Regions from separate parts of the Sus scrofa genome. Here region 2 is linked to region 1. A link is a contact called in public HiChIP or PLAC-seq data. All regions are on one chromosome and are shown on one strand. Each heading gives the region's core, a stretch centred on a gene start, on an enhancer-like site or on the middle of the called end of the contact. The rest is flanking DNA. Distances are from core to core; before and after follow the strand shown.

Region 1 (3,918 bases), core at 454-2,953:
ATCCAAAACCTCCAACTCCTCCTCACTTGGCCTAGGCTCAGAACCTCTGTGCTTCCCCTCTCCCCCAGCGTGCCCCTTCCAGAAAAAGACAAACAGCCTTCGTTGAAGACGTGCATGGCGTTGACCTAACCCTCCAAGACAGCAGAGGGGACTCCTTGGACCAGCTCCAGACCAGAGGTAACTGCCCTGGGCTTTCTCAACCAGCACATTCTCACATCTATCACAGCTAAGATGTAATTTCCTAAGTGTCAAAGAACTTAAGTACTTCACAGATTCTTTCAAGTGTCTCTGGGTGTCTGTTGACACCTTTTCCACTCTCCTTATCCCAGGCCCACTCTGGCACTAAAACCTTCCCCAGGAGATCAGATGTATCCCTCTAAAAGCACGCCCTTCTTCAGTTCTCATCTCTAAGTCCTCCTTGGAAGGCCAAGATCAATCAGTCAATTGAAGAGTATTGATTATCTAAGTGCTTTCTTTAGTTTTCTTAAAATTAATTTTTGAATAGATGATTTATGTACCTTCTAAAAATGGAAAAACAACAAAAAGGTATATAATGAAATACAGGTCTCCTTTCTCTATATATACCAATCTGTTACAAGTTCAGAAATGTCTGTGCTCTCTCTCTCTCTTTTTCTTTTTACACAAATGGTAACATAATAAATACTCCATTTGTCACCCAATATGTCTAGGGGATGGGTCCACATCCATTCAGGTAGAGCCGTCCAAAGGTTTTTGTGTCTGGAAAGCATTGCATTTTGTGGATGGGCCAGTTGGGGCTGAGGTCAAGGACTCTTCCCAAACCTGATTTCAGATAATAATTCCCACTGTCATTGTCTTGCAGTAGATTTGTGGATAAAACCTTAAGGGGAAAAAAAAAAAAAAAAGCTTGATTAGAACCATATAACCCAACAATCGTTTGCTTATAAGAGGCTTAAGGAGACAGCTCTGGTAAAAGAATATGCCTTCCTTGTATTTTCAGGAAACCATTTAGGCAAAGGGTCAGGGTCCCCACCTCCTTCATTTCGGAGCCTATGGGCACTGATGCCCGAGGGCCAGGTGGGGATTAGAGGTGTTCCCTGTAGGGCAGATGTGCCTCAGTCTTGCCTGCATTCAAAGTGATCATTGTTTTCAGTTATCAGGAATTTCCTTTAAACTGTGGATGTTTTCGTTCCCTGTGGAGAAGCTGAGGCAGCCAAAGGTTGTGGGGGGGGAATGAGTGGGCTGAAGGAAGCTGTGAGGGAGAGGCTCCCTGGGGAAGGCGGCCAGCCCTGCGGGGAAGGGCGCTGGGAAAGTGCGGGCAGATTCCAGATGGGGTGGCCACCCTCCCCCACCTCGCCACCTCCCAGCTCTGAAGCTGCCCTGCCTCCCCTCAACCCCCGAGGGAGGGGACCTCCCCTGGATGGTGTTTCCCAGGAGTGGAAGACACTTCTCTAACCCTGCCTGAGGGAAGGTTCTGGTTTCCTAATGTTGGAGATGGCCTGAGTGTCACCCTGATGAGCAGAGACACCGGGCTGCACGCTGCCCACCCTGGCCCAAGTAAGAGTGGGGCCGTCGTTAGCCCGCCTCCAGTAAAATGCACCCAGAAAAACCCCGTCATATCACCCACGATTTACTTTAAGATACATCAGCTTGGGGAGTGCGCTCTGTATGTGTGCGCTGGCTTCGATTTATCCCCGAGGGACAGTTAGTTACTATCTTTAATCCAGAGGTCATGGTACTTGACCCCCAGCAGCATGATGGCACTTGTTCACTCTGTCCTCCTTGGAACACTTTCAGGACAACCCGGCCTGCATGGTTTCCGGCCGCCTTCCAGGACAGTCTTTCTCAGCCCCCTTTGCTGGTTCTTCCTCTTCTCCCAGACGTTTAAGGACCCCGGGCTCAATCCTAGAACCTCATCTCCTTTCAGTCTCCTCTCTTCTTGCTGCCTCATGGCTTTAAGTACTGTCTCTGCACGGATGACGCCCAAGTTCATCTATGCAGGCGGGATGTCTCCTCTGAGCTTGAAACCCTTCTGTGTAATTGTCCACCAGACAGCTCCAGTGTTTCACCGGCCTGTCAAAACCAACAGGGTTTGTCCCTCAAAAATCTCCTTCTCTTGTTTTCTTTTCCATTTCAGTAAATGGCAACTCCACTCTAAAAGCTGTGGTTGGGGAGTTTCCTTGTGGGGCAATGGGTTCAGGATCTGGTGTTGTCCCTGCTGCGGCTTGGGTCACTGCTGTGGCGTGTGTTCAATCCCTGGCCCAGGAACTTCCATGTGCTGCAGGTATGGCAAAAAAAAAAAAAAAAAAAAAAAAGAAAGTTTTGATTTTAGCCCAAATCCTCAAACAAACAAAAACACCACAACCCAGGAGAGTCGTGTCATTCACATGTCCCATCTCACTCAGTCTAAAATCCACCATCCTCACAGTGGCCCATGAAGCTAACATGTGTGTGTGTGTGTGTGTGTGTGTGTGTAGTGACTGAGTTTAGTCCCATTTCTAGACTTGATAGTGAAGTAATGGGGCAGATTGAGTTCATATTCTCCACAAACCTCTAATTTTCGGAGGCTACAAATGTTTGTCAAAAGATTCCAATAATTGAAAGAGCAGGTGGGCTTGGGTCAGTTACCTTATTCCCTCTCAATTCATTTCTTCAACAACTATTTACTAAGCAGCTCTTCTGTGCTAGAACCTGTTCTAGATGCCAGGGGTACAGTTCTGAACAAATAGACAAGTCTCTGCCCTCTTGGAGTGTACATTCTAATGGGTAAACAGATAGCAGACAAAATAATCAGCAAGCATGTTACATAGTGTTACAGGGTATGTGTGGGGAGACAACTAAGGCAGGCAAGAGAGTGGAGGGTACTGGAGAGGGAAGGGGTTCCGTGGTCCAGGTTGAATGACGTGTTCAGGGATGGTCTCACTCTGAACATGAAGCCCTTCAAGTAAGTGGCATCTGAGCAAAGGCCTGAAGCACAGGAGGCGTGAGCCATCGGTGTTGAGCGAAGTGCACAATAGGCACAGGGACAGTGAGGGCAATGACAGCGCCCTCAGCAGGAGTTGCCTGCTCTGTCCCTTTTAGTGGCACAGTGAGCAAGGATGAGGGTGTGAAGGGAATGAGGGCAGTAGGAGGCAGGAGTCTGGATCGGGCCACTGAAGAGGCCTACTCACTGGTGATCCCAGGAGTAAGAAATACTCCTGGCACCCAGAATGTGGTCCCTCAATTCAGCTGTGGTCACTAAAGGGAACCAGGGCTTCTGTGGATTATCACTGATATCAGAGCTGGTACAAGAAATCAACATTTGGTCATACTATAAAGCAAAGAAGCTTTCAGAGACAACTGGGTTGTGTCCAAAAGACTTGGGTCAGGAGCCAACATAAAGAGACTCTCAATGTTCAAAGATGGAATAATTTGAGCATTTGCAGTGGATTGAAATTCATCAAGTATATTAAAATCCATGAGTTTATAATTATACCAGAAAAAAAAATCCTCATAGGTCACCTTTACAGGTTGCTAGGGAACCAACTCATCACTCTGAAAACTGGTTTAAAAAGGGAAAGAATGGAGCATTTGTCTTGTCTTTTCTGTATGAATTGTATCTCAGGATAGCTGAATTGTTGTTGAGGAAAAGTTCTTGTTTTAGAAGCTTTCCAGCTAATACATGAAGGAAGAATGATAGAATTAAAATACCATACTTTTTCAATCCTTAATGAAATAACATGATGATCTAAGCAATTATCGTCAAGGGCTATTAAAAACTATCAGGGGAAAAGTGTATAGAGAACTTAAAAATGAACGGATCAAGCTGGCATTGCTTGAATTCACTAGTCAGTCCTAACATCACAAAAGAGCAGACAGTCAGACATCATATGATCCTGATGTGATGCAATAGGAAGTTAAGTTCAAGGCATCAGCTATGCAGTATCCTTGTCAGAAAGT
Region 2 (3,918 bases), core at 609-3,108, 150 kb after region 1:
CAGCAAATCACATCCAATAATTCACATGAAGGTGCTAAGAAGTGAGAGTAGTTTGATGTATTATCCTTCCCTCATGCATTTGCATTAAAGAATATATTACACAATTGATACGTGTCCATTGCTGAAAAATGGAAACCCCAGATACGCAATAAGGAAAAAAAAATTTACCCCCCCCCCCAGTATCATCAGACAGAACCACTATTACAAATCTAGTTTCTATTTCTCAGGCTCTTGCCTTTGTGTGTATTAACATTTGGGGGAGGCTTTTAACGATTGAAGAAGGACTTCGACCTCCCCCCTTCCCTCCTCTCTCTCCCTTGCCCCAGATTCATCATCCAAGAAGCAGCAGGTCTACACGGACACACAACACCGACTGGATAGTGTTACAGAACATACCCCATTCTGGAGAAATGCATGCGCTTCGAGAGGTTGATGGGTAGCCGTTAGCATTTATTTTTGGAAACCGGTTTCCTTAGATGTTTACGTCCACACAGATCAAGTTGACATCTTAAAATATTGGATTGGCCACTTCCCAGCTCTTCAAGGGAGGGATCAAGTGTGCTGAGCGTGCTGCAGGGTTGTGTTTGAGGTGTTTAATCCCTGTCCCCCCAGAAGCTTTCCCTCAGTCCCCGAGGACTCAGAAGGCGAGGACTCCAAAACTCTTGCAGCCCTTATGTGTGTCACTTAAATGTCCCTGCACTGTTTTGTTGTTTTTGAAATCCACCTTCCCAGCTGCACAGGGCCCCCTCAAGGCCACACTTAGAATCCTAGAGGCATGTGTTGTTTAAAGGGGCCTTGGACAGGTCCAGTTCATACACGAGGAGACAGAGGCTCAGAGGGGTTAGGTAACCTGCCCAAGGCCATAGAGTTTTTTAATAAACTAGAACCTGGTTCACTTAAATGTGCTCTTTCTAGTCCAACGGTGTTAGACATGTTCCCAGAAACCTATAATCTGTGAAAACTCTTCACTTTTGTGGATTTTTTTCTCATCAAAAAACTTAACCTCAGTACATTTCTGATCATCGGGGTCTGTTCATTCTACTTGAATAGCCTCTTAATTGTGTTGTTTTGATTTTGTGATTTGCATTGTTCTGTTAGTATTTTTCACTGGTTGGACCCAGTGCTCCTGTGACAGCAGTTACCTTTCTTGCAGTGGTTTTTCTGGGGGCGGGGGGGTGACAAATGGGGGACATGCTATCAGGGTCTCCACTTTTTCAGATGTGAGCAACACTCCACAGCACTCTGCTTCTTGTTCCCCACAAGTGTGTTTGTTGATGATGTGTTTTAGTTAAAAAGTAAGTGACTTTTTAGTTAAAAAGTGTCTTGGCCTCTCGTTTCTGATTCACTGTGCTCAAAGTAACCGTGAACAGATTTTTGGCATTTCTTGGTTCTGTGTTGGGAGTTGAACTGATTTGGGTCCCAGGGGCTGGGATCTAATCCCTTATAACTGGAAGCAGGAAACAGACCTCACTGATGTGCCCCTGAGCGTCCAGGGTCTGAACGGTCCCCATAAAGTCGTGCCTGTCCGGAGCTGGACCACAACCGTTCATGTTCCCTGTAACAGTGACCTCTGGTGGCCCTGGGACGATAGGACAGCAGTTGAGTGGCGGATGTGTGGATTTGGATGAGATGACCTAATTCTTTGTGGTGAAGCAGTTGCCTGTCACCATAGAAGTCCCTGCCGTTTCCCAGGGAGGCCCCTTCCCTCCCGTGACACACCCACCTGCAGTCACCCTACACCCAAGGAGCACCTGCAGCGGCGCCCCTGCTTCCTGTGGGCAGTCTCCTCCTCCCAGCCCCTCCCCATCCCGGCCACCTGGTGGGACGAGTGGACTTGCCCCATCTGGCCCACATCAGCCACCACCTGCCACGTCGGCCCAGATTCTGGTGCTCTAGGGCTGGTGATTTACTGCCTCCCTGGGCAGCAGGTGGCTGGGGTATTTTTAGTGTCTGAGCCTTTAGGAGAAGGGTGGGGTGGGGGTGGGAGGTAGTGGTGAGTTCGGGGGGAATCACAAGTTCAAAGCCTCCCAGTTGTGGGGTCTGTTTCCCAACCTCTTGTTGGCTTTCAGATTCTTGGTATGTCCTCTGGAATCTGCCTTAGGCACTTGGTAAGCCTGAGCCAGAGAGGGTGAAACCTTTGGGCTGCCAGGTTGGTTGGTGTCTAGGGAAAGGACTGTGTACTACAAATGCCCTGCATGTGCATTCATTCCAATTCAAAGCACTTTTCTGGAGTTTCTGTCGTGGCTCAGTGCAAACGAATCTGACTAGTATCCATGAGGATGCGGGTTCAATCCCTGGCCTCGCTCCGTGGGTTAAGGATCCCGCGTTGCCATGAGCTGTAGTGTAGGTCGCAGACTCGGCTCGGATCTTGTGTTGCTGTGGCTCTGGTATAGGCTAGTGGCTACAGCTCCGATTAGACCCCTAGCCTGGGAACCTCATATGCCACAGGCGCAGCCCTAAAAAGACAAAATAAAAATAAAGTAAAATAAAAACTATAAAATACTGCTGAGAGAAATTTTTTTAAAAAGCACTTTCTGCTCATTGTTTATCTGCTCCTCACGATGGTCCCATGTTGTGGACAGGGATTATCCTCTTCCTTCTACGGAAGTGAACCTGCGAAGGACGTGAGCATCAGTCCCGTGCCACAGGCAGTGGGGGGGACAACCTGGAGCCCTGCCATCTTTGCCACTGGGGGATGCTGGGTGGGGACCTGTGGTATTCGGGGCAAGATGCTTTGAGCGTCTCCTTAACAGAAACGGAGTCATGGTATTTGGCACACACACTTGTGAGGGGAGCACACTCCCTCCGCTGTTCTTACCAAATAAAAAAGCTCACACATTTATTCAGCGTTGACTGGGTCTGTGGTCCTGGTCCTGAATATACGACATCCCCACTGCCGCCGGCTGAGAGGCAGTCTCAGGACCAGCCCTTAAACGTGCTGGGTGCTCAGACCGGAAGCAGGACAACTGGCCCAAACCTGGGGCTTCTGAGCAGGCAGGTCAGAGAGAATAAAAGGTGAAAAGAGCAAGACTGTGCTCCCGGGAGTTCGTCAGTCTGTCCAAGACTGGGTTCAAGCTACTTTCACGCCACTGTTGCTTTGCATCATCAGGGCTTTTGTGATTCCTTGTCCTCGGCATCTTTTGGTTTCCTTTCTAAGGAAATCTTCTGCTTGTGCTTCTGGAAAGGGGGATTTGACATCAGGGCCGAAAGAGACCTGGAGCAACTGGGAAAGGAGGGACGGAGCCTCCTGCAGTGAGGGGGCTGGAAGCAGCTGCGACTGTGGAGTGTCAGCTCCCGCATTTCATCCAGACCCGCTGAGCTGGTCCCCCCAGGCTTGTCCTCCCCCGGCTGCCCCTACCCGTCCAAACCGAGTCTGACAAGGCCTGGGCCCCCAGGTCTCCAGCGGGGGGATAGGGTTGCTGTCGGGCTGATCTTAGTTGTGTTGGGGGGGGGCTGTCCACACGCCAGGGATCCATGGGTCCCCTGGACCCAGCCTCCTTGCTGGGTCCCCAAGCACTTTAGACCTCTACCCGCGAGGCTTTGTTGAGTTTGCACTTCAGTTTGCCACAGGGACAGAATCTGTCTCGAACCTCAGTTTGTTTTCCTGTTGGCCCTGAAACTCTCAATGGACCTGGCCTGTGGAGCAGGGCTTGGTGGCGGCAGTGGAGGTGTCGACACACAAGGATCCAGATCCTTTTCCTATTGGTGCCGGACCCAATGGATGCCCAGCCCCGACTCTGCAGTATCTTTTTTTTTTTTTTTAGCTATTTTAGGGCTCAACCTACAGGATATGGAGGTTCCCAGACTAGGGGTTGAATCAGAGCTGTAGCTGCCACAGCAATACAGGATCCGAGCCGTGTCTGCCACATACACCACAGCTCACGCCAATGCCGGATCCTTAACCCACTGAGTGAGGCC

The links. HiChIP or PLAC-seq counts read pairs in DNA pulled down with a chosen protein or histone mark.
Region 2: an H3K27ac HiChIP or PLAC-seq map of skeletal muscle shows a contact between it and region 1. The contact joins two enhancer-like sites. A contact is called at or near these places in 1 of 47 Hi-C or Micro-C datasets (mesenteric adipose tissue) and 2 of 2 datasets of contacts at active chromatin or transcription factors (alveolar macrophages and skeletal muscle).

The regions. Positions count from the first base shown.
Region 1 is chr11:17,923,933-17,927,850 of Sscrofa11.1, forward strand. No RefSeq gene overlaps it. Among named protein-coding and RNA genes, the nearest start is that of KPNA3, 22 kb to the right of the region's middle. Within about 2 kb of position 1,704, at least 4 of the 83 cell types and tissues checked have an H3K27ac peak or open chromatin away from gene starts, as enhancers often do. A contact at or near this core is called in skeletal muscle, where this site is marked.
Region 2 is chr11:18,077,198-18,081,115 of Sscrofa11.1, forward strand. All of the region lies in intron 3 of EBPL (emopamil-binding protein-like), which reads left to right. Among named protein-coding and RNA genes, the nearest start is that of ARL11, 21 kb to the right of the region's middle. Within about 2 kb of position 1,859, at least 17 of the 83 cell types and tissues checked have an H3K27ac peak or open chromatin away from gene starts, as enhancers often do. A contact at or near this core is called in skeletal muscle, where this site is marked.